Linked DNA regions of Athene noctua: region 1 is linked to region 2. A link is a contact called in public Hi-C data. All regions are on one chromosome and are shown on one strand. Each heading gives the region's core, a stretch centred on a gene start, on an enhancer-like site or on the middle of the called end of the contact. The rest is flanking DNA. Distances are from core to core; before and after follow the strand shown.

Region 1 (5,647 bases), core at 603-3,102, 320 kb before region 2:
ATCCTGAGGGTAGCGAGAGCATGGGAATAAGTCAGGAGCAGAAGGAAAGCTGTTCAAAGTACACACCATGACAGCACGTAAGCACCCATCATAGGAAATCCCATGCTCTTTGGGGTGCCCATGTGGCTGAACAGCCACCAAAGCATCAGATTAGAGAGGTTCAGTAATAAATTGCTGGAGCAGTCACACGCAAAGCCGAGTGGCTCTGCCCAGCAGAGGGTAGCATTGCCCAAACACCCCAACCTGTTTTCCAAGTTTACACCTTGAAGCATCTTTGAATTCCCACCTCTACCACATCCCCTTTGAGCTGGGAGACACAACTCAGTCCAGACCCAGGGAAAGCCTCACAGGCTGATACCTTATAAATTCTGCTCAGAAATTATGAGAAATCTGGAAAAATCAGCTTCAGAAGTAGAATTTTAAGGAGTCTGTTAAGGGACATAATGCGTGTTAAACAGCTATGTGCATACAATCCCATCTGCTTTTAAGTAATTGTTATTTAGCTGCTTGTATTAGGATTTATTTCCAGGTACTTAATTTGATGATCAGGTTTGGATCTGCCCCCGAGGCACAAGTGTGCCTGTACCTGCTGGCAATGAGGCCTCTGATTTAGTCACCTAACTTGTGTGTCCCAAAAGAATTGCACATTTTTAGTGTCTTACACATTCTGAAACTGAAGCCCAGAGATACTAACTATAAACGTATCTCCGTTAGTCTAGACTATAATTTTCTCTGATGTCTCTGATGAATCCTGCCCATCGCCCCACATCAGCACTCAGCCGATGCCCAATGCGACAACGCTAGAGGTCTCAGTGTTGCTGAGAAAATACTGGTTTTAGCAATAATCTCAGCAGGGCCACACGTGTGTGGGTGCCAGGCCAGTGCTGTGCCCATCTTGGACCGCTGTGCTGGTGGGATGAGCACGGTGCCGGGGCGTGGGCCTCTCGCTGAGGCTCTGCGCTGCCCATCCACCTGCCTCTGGGCTTGGTGCTGCTCAAGGGGGTGACCCTGGGGTTTGGGTGCCCCTCGCTTGGCCGGGTGTGCCAAGAGCTGTGCTGGGTAAGGGTGGTCCTGCCCAAGAGGCGAGTTTTGGCATCCCAGGACTGTGTGCGTGTGTGTGTGTGTGTGTGGAAGGTGGGCACCACTGCCCCCGCGCAGCCCCGCGCAGCCCCGCGCAGCGCCCGGCCAGGCAGCCCGGAGGTGTGGTGTGGCTTTTTAATTTTTTTTTCCTCTGCTTTCCCTTTTTTTTTTTTTTTTTTTTCTCCCTCTTTGCTTTCCCTCCCCTCCCGTTTGACGTGCGCGGTTTTGGTGCAATGCGAATTATCTCCAGTCATTCAGTCAGGAGGGGCAGCGCCAGGCAACAGAGCAGCGGCGGGGCTGCCTCCTTCTCCTCCCTCCTCCTCCTCTTCCTCCTCCTCCTCCTCCTCCTCCTCCTCCTCCTCCTCCCATTGCCATAACAACCGCGCACAGCCGCTGCGCCCGCGGTGCCGGCGGGGCCGCACCGCTCCGCACCGCACCGCGCCCGGGAGGCTGAGCATCCCACGGGGCCCCGCACGCCCCGCACGGGTGGGGTTGACGGGCGGGCGGGGAGGGGGGGGGGGAAGAGACAGTGACCTCCCTCAAAAAAACCCCAACCAAAAACCCCAAACCTAGAAAACAAAAAACCCAACGAAAAAAAGGGACTTTTTCGCGGGGAGGGTCTGTCAAGGACCAAAGTGACCCCAAGACAAGGGTGCGCGCAGCTGCTGCGCGGAGCGCGGAAGGAGGGAAGGACAGGGCAGCCCCGCGAGTGACTCCGCGGGGGGGCGCGGAGGAGGGGAAAGGAGGGAAGGGGGGGGGGGGCAGAGAAAGTTGGGAGGAAATAGCCCAGGAAAAGTGACACTCGCGGAGCCCGCCGGAGCGCGGAGGAAATAAAAGCGGCGGCGGGCAGGAAGTGTGAGGAGGAGGAGGAGGAGGAAGAAGAAGGGGAGAAGGAGGAGAAGGAGGAAGAAGAAGAAAGAGCAGCTGCTGCTGCCGCGGCAGAAGAGAAAGCAAAAGCCGCACGCCGGCTCGGTGCCGCCCGGCCCGGGATCCGCGGGGCTGCGCGGGGCTGCGCGGGGCTGAGCGCCGCGGCCATGGCCCGGGAGAACGGGGACGGTGGCGGCTCCTGGAAGAAGCAAGCGGAGGACATCAAGAAGATCTTCGAGTTCAAGGAGACGCTGGGGACGTAGGTGGCGGGGAGCGGCCGGGGGGGTGGGGGGGCGGCGCTGTCCCTTCCCCGCGGGGATGCGCGGGTCGCTCCGCGGGTGGGTGCGTGTGCGTGTCTGTGTCTGTGTGTGTATTTTCGCGTGTGCACCCTTCGGTGCTGCTCCGCGCCCCGCTCATCCATCCGAGCAAGAAGTCGGGGCGATCTGGAAACACGGAGAAAAATATAACTGTGGGGCAGGAGCTGGGCTAACACCCCCCCCCTCACACCTCAAAAAAAAAAAAAAAGGGGGGGGGGAAAAAGTGTTTTAAAATATTCATAGACTAAGCAGATGGGGAAAGGCTTTTTCTTGATAGTGAACTGTAAATAAATGCGGTCTGACTTGCACGCTTTCCCCTAAAGCCGATGGCTGCATCTATTCGTGGACAGACGAGCAGAAATAATCGGAGTGGATTGGATGTGTATTAGCTACGATGCTTAACTGTTGTTGGGGTTTATTTCTGTTATTTATAGTGGCGGGGCATAAAGATTAGTAAAACGTTAGAGGTTTTTTTCTTTTTTTTTTTTTTTTTTTTTTTTCAGAAGGCTGAGAATAAACATGCGCAGATGGTGCAAGGGAGCGGGGTGCAGGCTGATGCTTTTTTGGCTGAGCGGAGAGTTTTATTTTTGTTAAAACAATTTTTTTCGTAGAGGATATTGTAGAGGTAGAGGGCCGGGAGTGCTGAAGGAAGTCAGCGTATGGGCTGCTGTATGTATATACGTTGAAATGAAAGTTCAGTTGTAAGGGGAAGGCTCTTTGTTACTGTGTGCCCCTGCTTTAATTGCAACTCATGTCTCAAACCGAAGCGTTGTTAATCCCACGTAGTGCTTCTCATACTCTGCGTGCCACTTCCAAAATACGGTTGAACAAGTTTTGACTGTAATATTTCAGTTTCTTTCTGCTTCCAAGGGAGGGCTCTCTATAAACAGAGTATTTCTGGTTCACGGACTCACTGGTTTCCCATGAACAAACTGCGAGTAAGAATCAGGCTGGGCATTTAATATGGAGGTGGGTCACGCAACTCTGTTGTGATGAGGAGACAGTGTAGCCCTCAGAAAAACACAGACTTAGCAAATCAAATTAATGTCTGCCCAGGTCTTTGAAGAAGCAAAGTGCAGCGTAAGAGCTAAGTGTTACGGTGTATTCTTGTCACCTTAATCGAGTTTCTGCTGTCAGAATTTCATACTGGGAGAGACGTGTCCCTGCTTGTCACCTGAGGCGTGCGGTTCCCTTCCTGAGCGAAGGGGTATCGGGGAGGAAAGTCTTAATGCCAAGAGATTCGTTAGAGCAGCAGGACAGTTCGCTGTGGTTTCCATTATACAGCTATCATCACCCTGGTTGCTGTGCATGAAGCCATCTGCAAGGGTTAGTTTGTACCGCTGAAGAAGTCTGGAAAGAATTGTGGCCTTGATCTGTATCCTACTGATGTTAATAGGAGCAGGTGTAGGTCCCAAGGAAGGTAAAGTTGGTCAGAGTTAATAGTTATGCATATTAGCATGGCTGTTGCAAATTAAATTAATTAAATATGGCCAATTAGTGTCTCAAACTATTAGCCACTGTCTTAGCCTGACAGTTTGGTTAGTAAGTCCTTTCTGATGAGGGTGGAAGCTGTGAAGTTTTTAAACTTGATTTAACAGTCAAATCTAGAAGATTTTAGATAATTAAAATAATTGGATTACAAACCTGGACCTCTATAAAGAAAATAGAGCTGTTTTCTTTTCCAGACATAGCCACATTAATTATGAATGTGTGTGCATTTAACAGCCTACACATCAGTTGTCTTCTGGTTGTGCATTTCTTAGTTTCAGAGAGCAGTCTGATAATTAGAAGATCTGAATCCGAGTTTTGGTTCTGTCCTTGTCTGTCCATCAGCACAGCACCTGCAGCTCCTGCCAGCTCTGGTGTGATTTAACAGGGTGTGAAACTTCTAAAAAATTTGGGCCATCACTGTGCAAATCATTAAAGTACCTGTTCCATTCCCACTAAAGGCAATGAAAGTCTGTTCACTGACTCAAGAGGCAGATATAAGGTGCAGGGCTCCAAATGATGGGACACTTTCTCAGTTATTGATAGGAAAGTACTTAAATAGGAATTAAGCAAAAGTTTAAATACCTTTAAAGCACCTGGACAAAAATGTTTTTCTCTGTTGTTACTTAGGAGCAGGGACAAAATCTGCTTTGATCCCTCCTGCACATTAATGCTGAACTGGGTTGGACATCCAGCGGTTGATCTCACCATCTAATAGATTTTTCTCTAGCATGGATGGGCTTGGAGTGAAGAACCTGGTGTGTCAGATGAGTTGCACTGGATTAGTGTGGTAGCTGTGTTTTGCATTTCTCTGTCACGTTCCATTTAAGGATGCCAAAGTGCTAAAAGCGCTTTTAACAGAAAAACGGCCTCTTTTCATGCAGCAGTCTTAACTGCCATTGGTAAAACTGATTGGAGAAAGAAAAGCACTAAACCCCCAAATCAGGGAAGAAAGTGAAAGAGAAACTTTAAAAACATATTTTATTTCAAGTGCATTGATTTGTGAATGTTAAATCTGTGTGTATATTAATGATTTGTTCTCTGAAAGGAGTCTTTCATCTGAGTAAAAGCTTTTCAGCAGATCTTTAACATGGGAGAGTTGAAAATGCTGGAATTATTAAAAAGATCCTAACTCAGTTAATCATTATATCATTTGGGCTTCAAGGAACCTCTAATGAGTACCCAGCTCTCTCTTCCAGAGCTGGAATTAATTATTTACAAGCCTCTGTAACTCATGTCCAGCCACATTGATACTGAAATAGGCATCCTGAATTGAACATCACCTCTAGATGTAAGAAAGCAACCTTTTCCATCCAGAGAATTGTTTCCTTTGGTGGCTGAGGTCTGTGCTGATGTCTCTGCTCAGTGCTGGTGGGCAATAGTGTTCTGAAGCAGGATGGTACCCAAACCTGTATTTACCCTGTTCTGTATTTATGCAGTCCCTAAGCATTTGCAATCATAGTTTGTGGCTGCAACCTCTTGGGTACCAGAGTGTCAACAAAATATTTTGGTAATATTAATCAAGAAAATAGAATATATTATAAATAAAATATAAATATAAAAAGTATATTCTATATATTATTATCCATAAAATATATATAATGGACCTTTGGCTGTCTCAGTTTGGTGGTGCCAGTCCATGTAGAACTGCAGTAACACAGGAGAGAACCACACTACGTGCAGGTTCAGTGGGGGCCTATTCTTGAAACTGGACCTGTTTACTACTGAATCATTGAAAGTGAAATTACAGATCCTGAAAAAGTAGCTAGGAAGAAATACGCAAAGTAAATCAAGGATAAAACAAAATCATAGCAGTGGGCCAGATCCTCAGCTGACTCAATTTAGAGTCCCTTCCAAGTCAAGGCAAGTAAGCTTGAGGAAAGAAGAGTATCTGT
Region 2 (5,196 bases), core at 1,995-4,494:
TCCCAGACTGAACATACTGTACCATCTGTTAATGGCAGATAAACATTCACATCATACATGTGACTTTCACACTCTGTAGTTGTTTTACTATAGATGATAATCTAAGGTCTGACAATGCTTAATGTAAATTTTACCAGCAGGCTCTGAGTCCTCTCCAGGACATGGCAGCATTTAATCATTGGAAACAATGAAAGCATTTCATTATCTTACTTCTCTCTAGGTTATGGTGACATTCACCACACAGTACTGCTGACTGCAGAAGTTGGATGCACTTCACAACATCCCCTCTCGCCTACTTAATCTGCTCAAAGCCTGCAAAGAACATATCTTTATGGTCTTTTCAAATTACCTGTCAATTGGAAATTAAGCTTAATCAGCAAATCTGAAGTCACAGCAAACACACCAGCATTTAGATTGGCAAGAAGCCCAGGTATTAATCAAGGGTAGTAGTCCTTTCATAGACCTGTGGATACTTCTGTGGATACAGAATAAAGCAAAGCTGCTTTAGGATTGCTCAGAGGAAGCAATCCAGATTTGTATATTCATAGTGTCCTGTGAGAAAAGACAGTCTTTAGACTACATCAGTAGAGTATCTATGGGATCCTGGCCAATATAAGGTGTTTCCAGCAGCTACCACAGCAACACTCAGAAGCAAGAAGGCAATGCTGAGACTCAAAATGTTGACAGAAAGAGTAGAGCCAGTGTAGAAGAGTCAAAGGCAGCACGAGTTCCACATAATATAAAACAGACAGACAGACAGGTAAAACTTAAGCCCTGTGTGTACATATGTAGAGATATACAGAGAGACATGTTCTTTGTATCAAAGCTTTCTGAAGTTCAAGCCTTTGTCCCAGCTTTGTTAGATTCTCAGGGTTCAGCTCTTGGACAACTGCAAAAACAACATCCAAGCCATTAGCCCAAGGCGATGCGAAGATAATTCAGCGCAACCCTCCGTCATTTCAGACTAAGCTAAGCTGCATTATCTCACATTTGCTAGGGAGTAAGGGTGTACATAGAGACTGTTTCCATGGCACAGCTGCTGCAAGGGAATTTCTTAAGTAACTTGACTGAATCCAAGCCCTCAGACCCGGGGCTGATCAATGTCTACTTTTGCAAACAAATGTTATGGACTGGCTTGGGGAAAGTTGGACACTTTTAAACCTCTTGCCTCAAAATATTTACCATCTGTGGAGTACAGCATAGATAGACGAGCTTCTCATAACTCATCCCAGCAGCTCAGACCACTCACCGGAGAGTTAGGACAGAAGTCTCCTTCCTTCACAGAGACAACACACTCCACTCCTGCGTGTTACCCACGACCTGCGGAACAGACAAAACAAATTAATCACATGTGGTGAAAAAAAAAATCTGAACAAAATAGGTGGCCCCAAACAGTTGTTTTCTCCATTGCATTTCCACAACACTGATGCGCAGCAACAGAGTTTTGTGCAAACACTCTAATGTTCCTTAGATAGAAGCATTTATTTCTTTTACATAAAAAACTTGAATTCTCTCATTTTTTATTTTTCACTAGGCCTCTTTGGTTATTTCTAGCCCTCCCCTATCTACATGGGCTTTAATTTTTTTCTTTGGCTTTTAAAAAGCAAAATGTTTCATTTCAACTAGAATCAGAGACATCATGTCTGATTCTAAGCAACCCTCCTCCATTTTACAACTGCAAGCAAGGAAGGATTGTTCTGTTCCTGCATATGGATCTCTTCAAAAAAAGACTGAATTGTGAGATACGTAGATCTGATCAGCAGTGAAGCACACACTGAAGTGCTAAACTGCTCCCCCAAAACTTGGATATTTGCTGCCTAAATAAGATCTGTTCCCAAAAATGAATTCTCAGTACTAAAAACAGATCTGGGATTACTGTGGGAACAGCTATCATAAGTGTAATAAAGTAGCAAATGCTTTAAGTTCCTCTGACAAGTAGAAGCTGGTTGATTTTTCTCTTCTTTTACCTTTGCTGCATGTGCAGTAAGGTCCTGCAGCTTGCAAAAACTTAGCTCAGAGCTCAAATAAAAAGCCATGATGAGCTGCTAGTATTTCTGTTCCTCGTTCTCACAGAAGCTACCTTTCTTGTCCCACTTACACCCATACACTCCTGTCTAACACACCAGCCATGGATGCAGTGATGGGAGATGACAGTAATTCAGAGATCACACTCCCTCAAGCAGAGAAGATCTCAGTGTACCTACAAGGAGCCAGATTCCATTTGTTAGCAGTGTGAAGAACAAAGCACATGGTTTATGGGCTCAGCACACATAAATCTGCTATTATATCTGTTCTTTGCACACACATGGTCCCAAATGATTGCTGGTTTTATTTTGAGGGAGATTTGTAACCTGCACCCTCAGTTTGGACGCTTAAGTTCCTCAGCTGTAAAAGGATTGTTCCCTGACAGTGTCTACCATCCACTGTGCACCTCTCTCCTCTCCCTCGTGCTGAGGAGTGTCTGGCTGCAGCACTTGGAGGGGAGCTGGGGAAACAAGTCCCACAGAAAGGCACGATTTCATTAAACAGCAGACAGTTCATAACTCCTAGATCTCAAAACAGCATCTTCAAAGCGAAAGAGCTTATTTTCAAGCCATGCAGTTGTTTAATGGAAGTATTTTCCACAGGGAAAGCTGACATTTTAGTTAAAATGGCATTTTTCCCATTGACAGCAATATCATAGTTGGCCCTATTACCTAAGAACTGGCACTGAGGTACTTCCAGCTTGGCATCTTGCTAAGGACAGTTACTAAGCACTGGGACTGTGCAGGATGAACCCCTCCATCCCTGGGAACCAGGCAATTAGGGACTTCCTGGGCCAGACATTGCATCCAACCATGTCATCTGACAGCTGTTAATGGGCTACATCCCCATAGCGTGGCAAACCCCATCCTAATGAATTTGATAATGCCTGAAACATCGTTAGGCCCTGTGCAAAAAGCATTCCCTTTCGTACACCTCACACCTGCCACCTGATCTCATCCTTTAGGCCTCATGCGGTAAGAAGTCTCTCCTAATCGCCCCTCTTGAGGCTGCTCCCCGCTCCACCATAGCCTCTAGTCTTTCTTTCTTCTGTGGAGACCCACCATTTTACCCCCTGACCACTAGCGACCTTCCTTCTCCTTGGGGGATTCTGCCCGTTCCCGCCGGGCTGGCAGGCGCTGGGCTCCTCAGGGCGGGAACCGAGGGGGTGGTGAGGGAAGGGCGGGGGCGCTGGGCCGGGCAGGCGGAGGGAGGCCCGCGGCCTGGCCCCGCTGCCGGACCGGGCGGTGGGCGGGAAGCGCGGAGCTCGGAAAGTCCCCGAGGAGAAGGAGGAGGCGGGGACGGGCCAGTCAGCTGAGCCGGGCCGCCGCCGCCATGGGCGCGCCGTGAGGTGGGAGTGAGCGGGGAGAGGCTCGGCCGCGGTCGGCGGGGGCTGCCCCTGAGGCGAGCCCGGCGCGGGGGGACGGCGGGCGGTTTCCCTCACGGTCGCCGTGGGCGGGCTCGCCCGGTGACTCGGCGGATCCGGGGTGGGCCTGCGGGGAGGGCGGGCCGCGCCGGAGAAGGGCAAGCGGGGAAACGCCGGTTTGCGGCTCCCGGAGGCCGGCCCCGGCCCGGGGAAGAGGCGGGGGGTGCGGGGCTGCAGCGGGACGGAGCGGCCGTGCCTGGGCAGGGGCGGGGGCCTCAGCCTTCCCCGCTACCGCGGCGGGGTGCCGGGTGTGCGGTGGAGAAGGAAAAAAAAGGGACAAGAAAGCGAAAATGAAAGTTAAAAGTCAGCGGAAATGGCCTCTCGGAGTGAAACGCAGCGTCGGGGCGCGCTGAGGCCGAGCGGGGCGGTGGGAGGCGGCGGCGCCGCCGCAGGCCCCGTCAGGGCCCGGGCGGGCGTGGGAGCCCGCTCCCCTCGGGGCCGGGAGCTGCCGGCGCCCCGAAACCCTGTCGGGCTGCGCATGCCAGGGCTGCTGAGGGAGAGAGGAGAGAGGGGGTGACACAGGGGTGCTTCTTGTCTCCTTCCCAGAGGAAGGCGCTGCCGAGGAAGGGTTGATTAGCCCGAGAGGCGTCTCGGGGATCAGTTGCTTTATTCATGCCGGCCTGGGAGGGGTTAATGGGATGTGGAGACTCTGGTGTAGCGAGGTCAGAGGGACTGGAAGGTGCCAGGGTGTTATGACAAGATGTGTGCCTTGCTTGTCATAATAGGATGAAGGTATGCGTATGTTTTCTTTATAAACATCTGTTGGGCAAGAAATTGAAGAGTTTTCTCTTTGCAAACCTCATAGCAGATGCTTCAGAGATGTCCAGCAAGTTGAAGAGCTGTCCTACTGAAAATGGAGAGCATCCTAGGAGTAAAATGGAAAACAGAACAGACAGCATGGCAGCCCCTACCCTTAGTACCTACACCCCAGAAGAGATGGTACAACAGATGAAAGAACTAATCGCTGAGAACAATGACTTAAAAGGTGAATGTACATCTGAACTGGTCTTGAAATGCAGAAGCCCTGAGTCTCTTCTATGACCTTTTTTTTGTCCTATGAGTATGAATTCTGTGCTCATTTGCCCTTGCTGGATAACATTTTATACCTGGGTAGCATTTATTGCGTAAGAGACTCTGCAAGTGGTGAGGCCAGTTTGACAGGACACATCAAATTGAATCGGTGTGGAAGATGAGGGGAGAACAGCCCAATGTACGGGTGACTTATTTGCTTTAGAATTATGCATATAAGCAGTATAGCACTGTATTTTAGGAGGTGAGATGAAAAATCTCTTGCTATGATGTTCTCTTTGCTCATCAACCTCTAAAAGCTTTTTTGGTTTGTATTTTAGGACTTTTGGGCAGTCTAACATTTTTCCATAGCTGCATCAGAAGGAGTGGGTATTATTGCACAGTGCCAAGAACAGTTTGGGTTGGGATGCTGAAAGGAGCTGCATCTTCTCGGGCAGAGAGGGGAATTGGAGCAGGCTGTTCTGCATTGTATGTAGCGATGACTATGAATGGTTAGATGTGTCAGCACCTTCTGTACTTCAAAATGAAGTGGTGGCCATGGCATGGTCTGTCTGGGAGAAACTGATAGTTTTCCCTGAAAATGCCTAATGATTTGAGTCTTTCAGGCAAGATAGATTTGAGTTTGGATCCCAGGAGTTTAGGTGTCAGATATTTTTTTTTTAATGGATAGAGCAAAACCCAAGGGATTGGGAATTTTCTGTGTAAAAGACAGAGATACC

What was found. A called contact is a pair of places that touch in the nucleus more often than the background predicts.
Region 1: a contact with region 2 is called in a Hi-C map of heart, with 7 times the contacts expected there. The contact joins the promoter of CAMK1D here to the promoter of OPTN in region 2. A contact is called at or near these places in 2 of 2 Hi-C or Micro-C datasets (heart and liver).

What each region holds. Positions count from the first base shown.
Region 1 is chr3:81,387,934-81,393,580 of bAthNoc1.hap1.1, reverse strand. It overlaps CAMK1D (calcium/calmodulin dependent protein kinase ID), which reads left to right and starts at 1,852. Exons shown (of 11, transcript XM_074903490.1): 1 at 1,852-2,206. The coding sequence starts at 2,115.
Region 2 is chr3:81,071,739-81,076,934 of bAthNoc1.hap1.1, reverse strand. OPTN (optineurin) reads left to right here and starts at 3,244. Exons shown (of 14, transcript XM_074903480.1): 1 at 3,244-3,373; 2 at 4,257-4,433. The coding sequence starts at 4,268.